3 separate regions of the Sus scrofa genome follow, and regions 2 and 3 are each linked to region 1. A link is a contact called in public HiChIP or PLAC-seq data. All regions are on one chromosome and are shown on one strand. The core of a region is the stretch at or near the end of the contact, and the rest is flanking DNA. Distances in the headings are between cores, read along the strand shown.

Region 1 (4,575 bases), core at 1,535-4,034:
AGGGAGAGTGTCCCCAAAGTGGACTTGGTGGCAGGCAGTCCTCACCCACCACAGGGAATTGCTCCAGGAAGGGTGCCGTTTGGCATTGGCCCTAAAGTGCCCAGCACCCAACACTCGTACTCATCCCGACGGGCGCGCCATATTCCACATGCTGAGGGAGAAATAAAAATAACACGTTTGGGGAAAACTTTGAGCCACTGCAAGGTCAGTTAGGGAAATTAAAATTATCCGCAACTGCAGACAGGAGACCCAGGACCGGTGAGCAAATGACCTGCCTGAGGGGACAGAGTCGGACCGGGAGTGTGAGCCCAGGCCAAGGGGAGAATGAATGGGCAGGGGAGGGTCACGCCGGAGGCCACGGGGCAGAGTGGTGAAGGTCCCCAACAGCTCGGCTTCCCTCCCAGCAGGGCTGAGGAGGTCCCAGCTCAGGTGGAGGAAGAGGAGAATGACAGTGGGGCCAATTACCGAGGACCCCCCAAGCCCCACCCGGCGAGGCCTGGGGCCCCCCTTCTCCTGACTCGCACACCTCCAACCCTCAGCTCTCACAGGCAAACAAGCGCTCTGCTCCGGCCACAGGTGAAGGCATCCTGGCCCCCTCCTAGCTTCCCCACACTCCCGACCCCTTCCCCAAACCAGCACTCAAGGGGAAAAACAATTCAGCGGCTCCTTCCTGCCATCATTTACATCTGACACCCAACTGATGCCAAAGGGACAAAGTGCCAAAGAGGGGTGTGGGAGAACCTAACAGTTCCGAGCTGTGTCCGAAAAACGTGAGCCGATTACACATCAGGGCTGTGTGACCCTAGGCCAGTCACTTCGCCTCTCTGAGCCTCCATGAGCCTGTCTGCAAAATGGGAGTAACGTAACTGACCCTACTTCCTCCTGGGGCTGTGGTTGGTGCAGGCACTAGCAGTAGCCTCTCTCTAACAACCTCTGGGGTGTGATTTCCCGCTTCTAGGGGTGGGCAAGGCTGGGGGAGGGCGGGGTAAGTAAGTACAGGGCTTCAGTCCCACTGGACACTGACACGTGGGAAGGGGGTGGTTCCTGAGCTGTCCACCTCCCCTGTTCTCCCACAGCCCCCCCACCCCCCAGGTCAAAGACACCTCACCTCAGGTGAGGGGACAGGTTGCAAACACAGAGAATTTATCAGCAATCTCAGGCCTGGAGTCCAGGGTGTTTCTAAAAACTGTTGCCCTGACGAGTAGCGGCTGGGAAAGGAGGCGTGCGGAAAAGCAAACACTCAAAAACATCCCCCGACTGTGCCACTATAGGAGGGGCTGTGTGACAAAAGGGGCTGCCGCTCCGGGCAGAAGGCTGGGCACGAGCTGCGGCCCACAGTCTGGGAACATCAGAGGGCTGGGACCTGTCACCCCAGCCTCCCGGGGAGAGCTGACACAGCGGCCTCTGACCCCACCTCCCCGGGAAGTTCAGCTGCTCAGAACCACAAAGCAAAACAAAGGGGTGCGGAGATAGGAAGGAGCCGCGCTGCCTTCCAGCCACCGCTGCCTCCCGGGCCCTCCCGCGGCTCCTCGCCCGGGTGGCCGCTGGCCGCGGACCAAGGCCCGGGCAGCCCCTGGTCCCTTGTCTCCCCGAGGCCGCCGGGTGACAGGAGCCGGAGAAGCAGCCGAGGGGCGGCCAGGGATGGGAAAACCAGATGGCTCCATCCCTCCTCCCTCCTCCTCCATCCTTCCCTCCGGGTGCCCGCGGCCTGGCCGCCCTCCGCAGGGGCCCGGGGAGGCCTCGGGCCCGGCTCGTCCGGGCTCACCCCAGGGAAAGGGTTGCCTTTGTCTAAAGGTCACCACCCGAGCGCGGTGCCCGGGCTGGGCCTGGTGCCTCCCATTCCCGGGCCGAGGGGGAGGAGATGGGGGGCCACCCCAAATCTCGGGAGGTGACAGGGGTAAGGCTCCACTCCCTCCTCCCCCCACCCCCCGCAACGGCCCCCTCCGGGACCAGCCAGCTAGCGGGGGGGGGGGTCAACTCCTTTCACTGCTGGGGGGTGGGGGACCAAGTCAACTCCTTTCATTGTTTAGGGGCGGTGGGGAGGGGGAGACCCAGTGGCCTCCTTCCGCATCCATCCCTTCCCAGCCTGCCGGAGGCCCCGTTTCTTCCCGGCACCCCCAGGAGGGATGAGAGGAGGGGGCGCAGGGGACGGGCGAGAGGGGGAGATGAAGGCTCGCCGGCTCCGACAGGGAAGCCACCATCCGCTGCCCCATTGCCCTCCTCTTTCCCGAAAGGCGAGGAGCAGGGCGAGGGGAGGAGGCCCCCGGGCCGGGGGAGGGGGGGTCTCCCCGCCCCTCCCCCCGTGGAACGTTAGGTCTCGTTTTTCCGCCGCTCCATTGTATCCCCGGCAGCCGGCGGGAGGGCCGGGGAGGCACCGGGCGCCGGGTTTGGGCAGAGGAACCCGGGGTGGGGGGTGGGGGTCCCCGCAGGATCGGGGCGGCGGTGATGGTGGGAGAGACGCGAGGAGTCGGGGGGGGGGCTACCGGGGGTGGTGGGCGCCGAGCAAAAAAAGAGGCAGCGGGCGCTGCGCCCCGGTTGGGGGGCTGAGTGTGTGAGTGTCGGGGGGTGGGTTCGGCCCCGGCTCCGGCTCCCCCCACACACACCCTCGCCGCCAACCCCCACTCCCCCCTCGCTTTTGCGCCCTGTCACAGCCCCGACTCGCAGGTAGAGAGAGTTAAGAGATTTAAAGAGAAATTGCTACATTGTGAGAAACTCACCCTGATGTTTGAGCAGCCGTCGGCGCGGGGTCTCCGAGACGGCCCCGCACGGGCTGCAAAGGGAGGACCCAGAAGGGGCCGACCGGCCGGGCCGGTCAGCGCACTGCCTGATCGCATGGCGGCCGCCCGGCAGCCTCCGCCAGGCCCCTGCCGCCGCCCCGCGCCGCGGCCCGGGCGCCCCGGACCCGCGCCCGCTCCGGGCAGGACCCCTCGGGTTTGCAAAAAAAAAAAAAAAAATTTTTTTTTTAATTAAATGCAAAAGAAAAAAAAAAAACCTTGCAGGTTTTGTGTCCCGCCCCCCCTCTCCTCCTCCTCCTCCTCCTCCTCCCTCCGCCCTCGCCGGGGGACGAGCTTGGAGGAGGCCCCGCCCCGCGACTCGGCAAACCAGCTACCGCTCTGGGCGCGGAGCGGCGGGCCCGCCAGCGAATGGGAGGCTGCGGACGCCCCGGGAGGGTGACCTCCGCACCGGCACCGCCCCCTCCCTCGCTCAAGTCCCGGGGGTTCGGGGCGCGTCTTCCCAGGCTCCGTTGGAGCCTCCCGACTACATCGAGCGATGTTCTGGACTAGGGGGGAAGGCTAAACGGATTCGCACTCCCGGATCCCGGGCGACCGGCCCGGCTGGGGAGGGGGCTCCGTGCGCCCCGGCCGCGCCCCGACGCTGGGGACGGTCGCCGGGTAGGAGAACGCGTCCAAGGGGAGCGCCGAAGGTTCGAAAAGGTAGCGGGAGTCGTGGATGGAGAAGGGAGGCCCCGCAGGTGGAATCTCGAAGGAGCCGGGAGTCGGAGCCAAAAAGCTGGAAGGCTGGGGAGCGGGGGCGGTGCTTTGGGGACACAGGCCTGGACCCCAAACGCGGCTCGCTCACTCACCTCTGTCGGTTCTCTGAGCTGCCGCGGCCTGGAGGCGGGCGCCGGGGAAGCGGATCCGACCTCTCTTAGAACCTCTCCTCGAGGTCTCTCGGGCCGCGCAGATGGGATTCCCAGAAGCCCCGGGACGCCTCGGTGGTGTTGGGTCTGCTTCCGCCCCGCCGGGCCGAGAACGCCTTGCGGGCGTGACACTCAGATGGGCGCGTTTCTTCGGCGAACGCATGCTGAGCGCCTACTGTGTGCCCTGCGCCGGGCTCGGAGCCCAACGAGGACCCAGATAGCTACGAGCTACCCTCCCCAAGCGCTCAGGCCGAGGCGGCTTATATTCTGGTCGCTTAATACCTTCAGTTTCCCCGGTTCCCTGAAAAGCTAGGCGCATACCCCACGAAGCTGCTCAATACATGTGTGTTGAATAAATAAGTGATTGAGAGCTATGTGTTTTTAAGCTTTAGATCTGATCCTAGTTTCTCGGCGGCACTACTGTTATTTACGAGACCACGGAGGTAAAGGGCCCTGACTCAAACCCGGGAGCTCCTGGTTCCCATCCTGCCACTTGTTTACTGTGTGACCTTGGGCAAATGACTTCACCTCTCCGCTCCTCCATTTCCAAGAAGAAATCAATACTAGGTCTCACTTAGAGGGTTAGTAGGAGAAAATGACTTCTCTCGGAGAGCGGAACCTGACAGGAAGCGCCAGATAAGTGCAGACCGTTATTATTATTGATTATTATATAAAAAGGGAACCTGATCAACTCCAGAACTTAACACACGCATTGCTCCAAACAGAAAACAGTGGTCAATCTATGACTAACGTGGTGGTCATCCGCCACCCACTGAGATAGGGGACCCTTAGGGAACAGCCATATACACAGACATTATTTTGGAGCAGCTTTATTATTTGTTGGCTAAGATTGACACTCAGTTACACAGCTTGAATCCTGTCTCGATGGCTTTTTTCCAGTCTTCACCAGGAAGAGACCCTCAGTCACCTCTATC
Region 2 (4,575 bases), core at 1,549-4,048, 210 kb after region 1:
GACATAGGTCCCAACTATGGTCTGGACCCCTAGCCCAAGAACTCCATAGGCACGGGGTGGCCAAGAAAGAAAGCAAGCAAAAAAAAAGGCTACAGTTCACCTTGGGATTAGCCGTGTTTTCACCTCCCCAGCCTTCAGGCTCTCAGGGCCGTCCCAGAACGGAGGTCAGACCCGCTCTCAGCACCTCTGAGCTGGGCCCAGACCAACCCTGGGTGTTAGCAGAGCCAGGCAAGGGCTTCTGCTGAAGAAACTGTGAACTAGCAAAGCTATTTCCCACCAAAAGCATAGCCTGTGGGGACTGCATCAAACTTCCTGGTAAACACCGGGGCTGGGTGATGCCCCAGAAGCGTCGTCCGATCAGAGGGCAGGGAGAGGAAAAGGCCTTGAAAGGCAGGTGGGCCAGAGATTCTCAGAAGACGACAGAGACGAGGAAATGGAGGCGCACATCCCTCTCGGCTGCCGCCTGTGCAAGCACGTGGGCCAGAAAGAGCTGCATCCCTGCTACTCTCAAGGGCGTCTATGTTCTCTTAGGCCGCCTATTAACGAGTTTCTGCAGCTACCAGTTTCTCTGTAACTCTGTCACTGACCATCTGGCCATCTCTTGGTCTGCATTTCCTAGGCTGACAGCTTTCAGAGGTTTCCTCTGCTTGCCTTTTCTTGCCTGTCTGGCTCTTTGGGTCTCCGGTCTTTTTCGGTCCATCTTGCCCATCACCCTTCTCTCTCTTCCCTTTCCTGCCTGGTGCCATCTCTTTTCATTTATCTGATTCTTTCCTACTCTGCTTCTATTTTTTCAGTATGATTTTCCTCCATTTGACTCCATCTCGCTTGAGTTCTCCAATTGACTTTCTGGTTTTCTTCGGAACCAGAAGCCTGGCTTTCTGTGTGACTTTCTTTTTATCCTGACTCTCCGTCTTGGGCTCTATCACTGTCTCCTCCTCCATCCTAACCATCTCCTCATCCCGCTTCATTTCTCCACCTAAAATTTTGTTTCCCAGTTGTCTGAAGCTTTAATAGCCAGCATTTACTTACGGCTTATCCATTTATCAGGTACTGTTCTAAACCACTCATGTATTTATATGCATATGCACACACACACACACACACACACACACACAGTCTATATATACACCTTTCTCACAACCCAAAGAAGGTGCTATTAACATTATCTGAGCCAGAGAGCGTTTCATTAAGTGGTAAGCGGCAGATGACCAATTCCAATCTGAGGATTCAGGCTTCATTTTCCTATCTCCAATTTTCAGTGTAATTCTCCATTTTTCAATCTGACACTGTCTTCTTGGTTCTACTTGCTCTCTGCATCCTCAGAATTAATCTCTTCATTCGTCTGGCTGTATCTCCCGTTTCCCACCTATCTTCCTCCATGCTCATCTCTTGCTTTCTTTCCCAGATCCCTCAGCTGCCTCTTTTCAATCCCTCTGTCAGCTCTTGCCAGGTTCTCCCTATTTCACCGGCTCCATCTTTCTATTACCCAGTGGCCTCTCCTGATTCGTCTCTATTTCCTTCATTAACCTGTCATCCTATTGGGTCTATTTCCTTTTTTTTTTTTTTTTTTGGTCTTTTTAGAGCCGCGCCCTCGGCATATGGAAGTTCCCAGGCTAGGGGTCAAGTCACAGCTGCAGCTGCTGGCCTACACCACAGCCACAGCAACTCCAGATCCTTAACCCACTGAACGAGGCCAGAGACTGCACCCACATCCTCATGGGCACTAGTGGGGTTCGTTACCGCTGAGTCACTACAGAAATTCCCCTCTATTTCTTTTGGTCTTTTTTTTTTTTTTTTCTTTTTGCCTTTTCTAGGGCCGCTTCCCGCGGCATATGGAGGCTCCTAGGCTAGGGGTCTAATCGGAGCTGTAGTCCCCGGCCTACGCCACAGCCACAACAGATCCAAGCCGCGTTTATGACCTACGCCACAGCTCACGGCAATGCCAGATCCTTAACCCACTGAGCGAGGCCAGGGATAGAACCCCACGACCTCATGGCTCCTAGTCGTATTCCTTAACCAGAGACACGACGGGAACTCCTCTCGCAGTCCCTGTGAACCTCTCTCGTTGGGACCCACCAGCCTCTTGCTCTGGACCTCGCTAGTTTTCAGCTCTCAACCTTCCTGGCTTTGGCTCCCTCAATGCGTCGAAGATTCTTTTCGTGCCTCTACTGTAGCGGGAGGGGGCCGTGCCCTCCCAGATCAAAGGGAAGAAGCCGTGCTGCACCGCCTCCATCTGACACGCATGCGTACTTCTATATCCCTGAGCGCAAGCGCATCTACAGTTGTCCGCCTAAAACTTAAGAGTATTCCTGATAAGAGGGACAAAGAAACTTAGACGTAGCGGAAAAACAAGCGGGGTATGTAAGGCAGCGCCGTTCGGGGCTCAGCCTCTGGATACTAATCCACCAAGCCAGTGCCTGCACGAATAAACGCTGCTTCCTGGTAAAAAGCCTTAGCGTCTCCTTTCCCAGGACTTAAGCCCCGCTCACACTACTCCTTTCAGCCTCCCCGACCCCCAGGGAACGCTCAGGCTCCATCTCGGTCCACTTCTCCCCGCCGTTCGGCCTCCTCGGGCACATGTCCTCATCTCGGGATTTCTCTCTACCCCTCCCATCGTTCCCAAGCTGTCCCGGGACGCAGCCCAACTCCCGGCGCCACCACCAACACCCAGCGCAGCCGCTCGACCGCTCACCTCACTAACCACAGCGATCTGCTCAACTTCCCGCCCACTGCCCTGCACGCGCCCGAAGCCGGTTCTGCGCCTGCGCACGCCACCCTCACAGCCCAGCCCCGCCCCGCCGCAGAGGGAGGACCCAGTGGGCAGCTTCCAGTAATCCGTCTGCGCCTGCGTCCGGCGCTCTCAGGCCCGGCCTCCCTTCCGGCGGAGCCTGGGAGGAAGCTGTAGCGTCTTGGGGCGGGGAAAGGCAGCACGGTGGTTTGCTTTGCCTTTCGCCTGAAGAGCCTCTTGCCCTCCCGGACCAGTCGGAGGTCCGGGTATTTAGCCCAGCTGGGAAGCTGGCTGGAGCCCAAACACTATTGAAACACTCCCATGAGTGTTTTCTTTATTATAGTTCGTAATTATTAGTGCGTAATTCTGTTAATGTACAATTCACCCTATGAAGTCACTAATAAGTGATACAACCTGACTATCCGGATTTCCGTCTTGGAGGTCCTAGTGATACCTGAAAGATAATACAGGAATCTGGCTTCTTGTTCATCCAGTTGAAGAATGAACTCCGCGAACACAAACGCAGCAAGCAAGCAAAGTGTTTATTAAAGGAAAGCAGATAGCTCCCAGGCTGCTGGGAGTGGGGGAGAAGAGCCCCCTTTCTCTGTTGTCCTATAGGGGTTTTTATCCCTTAAAGATGGGGGGGTACCAACCTGGGGTCCGGAAAGATGTCGCTTTCTCCCAGTGGCCTTGTTCAATTACCTATATCAGTCCCTGTCCAATAGGGCCTTAGGGGTGGAAATGTCCCATAAATGTCATTGTTTCTTTGACCTTTTCTTCCCGTAACCCGAGTCACAGGGGATTAGGGATTAAAATCCACCTGGGCGTAGGTACACTCCTTGTAGTAAACAAGGCCTGTGGGATGTTACTCCCTGGAGCCCTTAGGCCACAAATGTTAATCAAAGGCCATATCAAAGAATGCATGGAAGCCCAGGCTCCTACACTGACAACCTGAGTTAATATTCTCCCTCACTAGCTTGAGGTCATCTTTGCGTTTACTGGTTCCTCTACGGAGAATGTTCTCCCCAGGGACTATCATGGCTTGCAGCCCCACAGTTTTCAGCTTTCTGCTCAAATGTTACTTTCTGGGAGATGTCTTCTCTGACTATGCTACTTTTTTTTGGGGGGGTTCTTTGCTTTTTAGGGTTGCACCTGTGGCATATGGAGGTTCCCAGGCTAGGAGTCTGGTCGGAGCTGCAGCTACCCGCCTATACCACAGCCACAACAACGCGGGATCCAAGTCTGCGACCTCATGGTAATGTAGGATCCTTAACCCACTGAGCGAAGCCAGGGATCGAACCCAAAACCTCATGGTTCCTAGTCCGGATTCATTTCTGCTGAGCCACTATGGGAACTCCTGACTACACTACTTTAAATAGAATCACTCCTTAGCCCTTTCCTGCTTTGTTTCTCTCCATAAAGAATGCAGTTCTGCTTGACATCCTATTTCTTTTAATCTGTCTTTCCCACCAAAATGACTACAAACTTGGGGGGTTCGGGGAGTTCCCTGGTGGTATAGTGATTAAGGATTTTGCCTTGTCCCTGCTGTGGCTCGGCTTCATTCCCTGGCCGGGGAACTTCCAAATGCTGCTCACACACAGCACCCTGTCCCCCCCCCACATAAAAAACCTTCAAGGGTTCAAGGGCCTGCTGGCTTGTGCGTCTGGATGAAGGATGGGTGAGTAGTGGGGAAAGAGGTGGGGAAAAGGAGGGGCAGAAATCATACACACCAAAGCAAGAGCTTTGGTTTCTACTCTGAGTGAACTGGGACCCACGGGCGGAGTTCCATGGACTTTAGATTTTAACAGAGTCCTCTGGCTCCCAAGTAGGGAACGAATATGGGATTC
Region 3 (4,575 bases), core at 1,344-3,843, 130 kb before region 1:
GCTGCGGGCAGAGGAGGAAGTGCTTCTAGGCTCTGGAGCACCAGCAGCCAGAGCTTGGTTATGGACAAGGCTGGTAACCAGGGCCCAGTTCTAGAATATGTTGAGTCTGGGCTCTTCTAGAATGTATTGGCTGAAAATTAGAAATCAGGCTCAGAAGGTGCTAAAGCAGTTCTATGCACCAAACAATAAAGTGAAATTGCTACTTCTTCCAGAATGTATGGGGTGGAAACTTAGGTTTGGATACACCAGAACCAGGAGATAACTCTGGTGTCTAGGACCTGGGCCCCCTCACCTCTGCCTTCAGGGCACATTAGCCTGAGCCAAAGCAGCTTTGATGGCAGCCACCAACTTCAGAAACTTGCTCTCCGTATCCACGTAGCCATCACCTCCCTGGAGGTGGGAGGAGCGGGGGAAGGAAGGGAGGAGAGGGGAAAAGGGAAGGAGTGAGCTGTTCAAGACACAAATCCCAGCCCCAAGCCCACTAGCTCAAATGAGGCAGGACAGACAAACATACCTTCTTGGAGTGAACCAACTTCCTGCTACCAATACTTCGAAAGAACCCCGGTGACCTGGGGAGTCCCCTCGCCACACTGGGGAAAGCAGGAAGGGGGTTGAAGGGGCTGAGGGCCCTCTTGGGCACACCCGCCCCTCCCAGGGAATGGAGAACACGGGTGAAGGGTGGGGCTGACCCAAACCACTCCCACTGCCAACCAGAGCCAAGGGACGGCCAGGATCACATTTGAGTCCTTCCCCATCCCCAAAACTCACGATGTCCAGGCGTCCAGGGAACTCTCTTCTAACTTCTTCTTGAGTTTGAAGATACTGAAAAAGGGGGTGGGAAGTCACAAGAGGGGTCAACAGAAGCCACACTAGCCAGTCCTCACCCACCACCTGCCAGGGATCCCTCTTGGGACCACTCTGCTTTACCTTGGACTTGTAGCCTCAAGCGCCACTGGTGGGAGAGTGTCCAAGAGATGGGTCCAGGAGAGGGAGAGTGCGTGACCGGAAGAGGAGGGAAGGGCAGGCAGGACAGAGAAGGAGGGATTAGGGTCAGGGGACAGGAAAAAATGAAGAGGAACAGGAGACAAAACCAAGGAGGGCCAGACACCATCGAGAGAGGAAAGACAACGAGTGTTCGGAGCAGCAACAATGGGGAGGCAGGGCACAGAACGAGGAACCACAAGGGAGACAAAAATGGGGGGGGGGGGGGAGCGCAGCACATGGAACAAGGAGAGAACACAAGCATGAGCCAGAGAAGAGAGGGAGGCAACACAGAGAAGTGGGTTAGGACGAGAACTGCTGAAATAGCATCTCCACCCACAGCTCCTGGAAGAATCTAAGGGAAACCATTATCCCTGCACTCCCAAGACCCCCAGACCTCAGGATGAAATCGAAGCGCCTCCCGACCCTGAGAGCCGGCTATGGCTGGCTATTTCGGACTGGAGTCTTGGGCACAGGCCCGGCGTCGGGGAGGGTTGCTCAAAATGTCATTCCACCCTCTGCTTGACATTCCTAACAGATCTGAGTCTTTCAAAAACCCAGGCTGTGCCTCCAGAGGACATTTTGCAGACATGGCAGCCAGGGACCCTACATCCGGGTTACCCCTGTGATGTGCAGTCTGGGCCACAAGCTGCTGATTCGGCCCCCCCCCCCCCGCTTCACTCCCAGGCTTGGTTTCCCATCTGTAAAACGGAGCTAGAATGCCCCACCCAAGGGGTTTCTGGGAGCCACCACATGCCACCACGCCTGTGCATACCTGCACAGCCACAGATGCCAGAACCACAAAGCGTATTTAGTTGGCTCCGATCAAGCACCCCCTCCGAGGTAACTATTAAGATATTCTCTCGCTCTCCGTCCACAGAAGGGGAAAGTGAGGCCAGCAAAGGAGATTAGTACGAATGGCATCCGCGTATGCACTTAAGTCCTTTCCAACACAGCCCGAACTCGAACCTTCTCGATCTAGCCAGCCCCACCCACGGCTGTTCGCGGTACTGGGGAGGGGAAACGGAAGCGCTGAGGAGGCTCCTTTCCATTACAAACCGACCCCACAGGCTGCCAAATCGAGTCCCGGAATCGGGGGTCGGAGTGGGGTATAAAGCGGATACATGTGTCTCAGTACTACCTTTTACGACCGGGATGTCCATCTAGAATGTCACCAATTGGGTCGGAATGGGGATCGACGCCCCACTTCCCGCCCGGCCCACCTCGCCACGCCGGAATCCCTTTTCTCGGACGGATCCCATGTGTTCTGCCCCCGATGTCCCCAGCGCCCAGCTCAGCCGGGACGGAGGACGGGGCCGAGTGGAGGTCGGAGAGAGGATTTCTGGCCCTCGTGCTCACCAATAGACGACTCGAACGGCGACACCATGATTAGGACTTAGCACCCGCAGCACAGCGGACACCGAGCCGAAATCCAGAAAGGACGGCGAGGTCTGCGCCCCCGGCCGGAGCATGCGCACAGAGCCTGCTAGTCGGCGCTCCACGGCGCGGACCAACGCGGGGGAGGGCGGAGGAGGGGAGCAGGCGCCACCGCTGGGACGGGGGGTTCCTGCGGCCGCCACCCTGAGCCCTCATACAACTCTCCCTTCTCTCCCCTGTGAGGATACAGAGCATCCCGACAGAGGAAGTCCCGGGAGACGCTTCTGTGCGTACCCTCCCCGATCCCCCCCTCCGGGGCGGAATGGTATGGCTCATGGGGCGGGGGTTCAGGGCCAACCGCTACTGGCGGGAATGGAATGCAAGTGAAGACTGGCCAGCCGGTTGGGGGAGGCTGGGAGGGCCAGAGGGCAGAATCTGAAAGAGTTCGGGGTACGGAGGGGAGGCCCCTGAAGCTAAGTTTTCCAGTGAGCGCTCCAGGGTCCGGCTACCTTGTTAAAGTCTGTTTCGGTACTCGGGCGCCCCTGATCAGCATTGCGATCTCCCCTTTTAGTGTCTTCCAGCCTCCCGCGGCGAGGGTTCGTGGAACGTCCTGGCAGCTGGCAGCTGAGTTAAGGTCTTTATGCTACCGATGCTGTCTCCGAGCCTCAGTTTCCTCGTCTGGAGGATGGGCATAATCGCCTTCCGGGAATACTTACCGATTTAACAATAGGTGTGGGGTACTGCTTGCAAGCCCTACGTTCCGAAGATAACAGCAACAAAAAATAGACAAGAGCCCCGCCCTCAAGGGAGTGATTTGGCTAGAGAGGAAAAGAGATTTGAAGCAACATGAAATAGGGCTTCCTTCCCCTGAGGGGGTGACGGGAGCGTTCAGTGAGTTCACGCCCGAGGAAAAACAAGAGGAGCAGCTTAGTAAAAATTAGCTCTGCCCAAGGTTTTCCAGCCACAGCTCTGTGTTTGCCCTCTGGGCCTCACTGCTGCGACCAGATATTCAGGCATTGGCAGACAAGGCTGAAGTGCCACTCCACCTCCGTTGGTGGCAGAGTGACCTCTGATCTCTGTGGTCTTGGGAGGACAGAATGAGCCTATAATGTAGAATACTTAAGGCAAAGCTGGACTAGTCCGTGTCCCACAAATAGAGATCTTTTTCAGGCTTCCTGGGTCTCAAAACAAAAAGCCAAGCTTAGCTATTCTGCCCTTGCCTGGTTCCTGGTTCTCTTCTGGCCCTCTCAGTGCCCTAGCTACGTGAAATCACAGACCTCACCCAGTCACCTGCCTCTGGGCCTTTGCATGTGCTGTTCCCACCTCTCCTGCTGCCTGATCCTGTTCATCCTCCAGGAATCAGCTCCAGCACGTTTTAGGGGAAATTTTGTTTCATAAATGATGCCTTCTCCACATTACATCTGTATTCCTTTGTGTCATCACCAAGTGCCGCAGGGAGTTCCTGTCGTGGCTCAGTGGTTAATGAATCCTACTAGGAACCATGAGGTTTCGGGTTTGATCTCTTCCCTTGCTCAGTGGGTTAAGGACCGGGTTGCCATGAGCTGTGGTGTAGGTTGCAGACGCAGCTCGGATCCCTTGTTGCTGTGGCTCTGGAGTAGGCCGGTGGCTACAGCTCCAATTCGACCCCTAGCCTGGGAACCTCCAAATGCTGCGGGAGCGGCCCAGGAAATGGCAAAAAGACATAAATAAATAAATAGGGTTTTAAAAAGAAAAAGAAAAAAAAAGTGCCACAGACTGAGTGGCTTAAACCCCAGAAATTTATCTCCCGGTTCTAGAGGCCAGAAGTTCCTCTAATGGCTGTGAGAAGGAGTTGTTGCACCCTTCCAGTGTTTTGCTGGCAACCTTTGGTGTCCCTTGGGTTATCAAAGCATCACCCAGGGTCGCTACCTTCCCCCTCCTGGTGTGCAAATCTGGGTCCAGACCCCTCCTTTTGACCACGCCCACAGCATACAGAAATTCCCTGGCCAGGGATCGAACCCAAGCCACAGCAGCGACCTGACCACAGCAGTGACAATGCCAGATCCTTAAGCACGAGGCCACGGAAAACTCCAAAATGTCTCCATTTTTTAAGGACCCAGTCAGTTTAGATTAGAACCCACCCTCTGCCAGGATGACCTCATGTGAATTAATTACACCTGGAGCGACCCCGTTTCCAAAGATGGCCCCAGTCTGAGGTTCTGGCTGTTAGGACCGCCA

Evidence for each region. HiChIP or PLAC-seq counts read pairs in DNA pulled down with a chosen protein or histone mark.
Region 2: a contact with region 1 is called in an H3K27ac HiChIP or PLAC-seq map of alveolar macrophages. The contact joins the promoter of DHX34 here to the promoter of BICRA in region 1. A contact is called at or near these places in 2 of 47 Hi-C or Micro-C datasets (heart right ventricle and liver) and 1 of 2 datasets of contacts at active chromatin or transcription factors (alveolar macrophages).
Region 3: a contact with region 1 is called in an H3K27ac HiChIP or PLAC-seq map of skeletal muscle. The contact joins the promoter of SELENOW here to the promoter of BICRA in region 1. A contact is called at or near these places in 1 of 47 Hi-C or Micro-C datasets (heart right ventricle) and 1 of 2 datasets of contacts at active chromatin or transcription factors (skeletal muscle).

What each region holds. Positions count from the first base shown.
Region 1 is chr6:53,337,375-53,341,949 of Sscrofa11.1, reverse strand. It overlaps BICRA (glioma tumor suppressor candidate region gene 1 protein), which reads right to left and starts at 2,784. Exons shown (of 17, transcript XM_021094645.1): 1 at 2,718-2,784.
Region 2 is chr6:53,129,416-53,133,990 of Sscrofa11.1, reverse strand. DHX34 (probable ATP-dependent RNA helicase DHX34) reads right to left here and starts at 2,798. Exons shown (of 18, transcript XM_003127246.5): 1 at 2,693-2,798.
Region 3 is chr6:53,468,581-53,473,155 of Sscrofa11.1, reverse strand. SELENOW (selenoprotein W) reads right to left here and starts at 2,593. Exons shown (of 6, transcript XM_021094647.1): 1 at 2,341-2,593; 2 at 928-952; 3 at 769-822; 4 at 515-590; 5 at 293-390. The coding sequence starts at 2,368. The coding sequence ends at 301.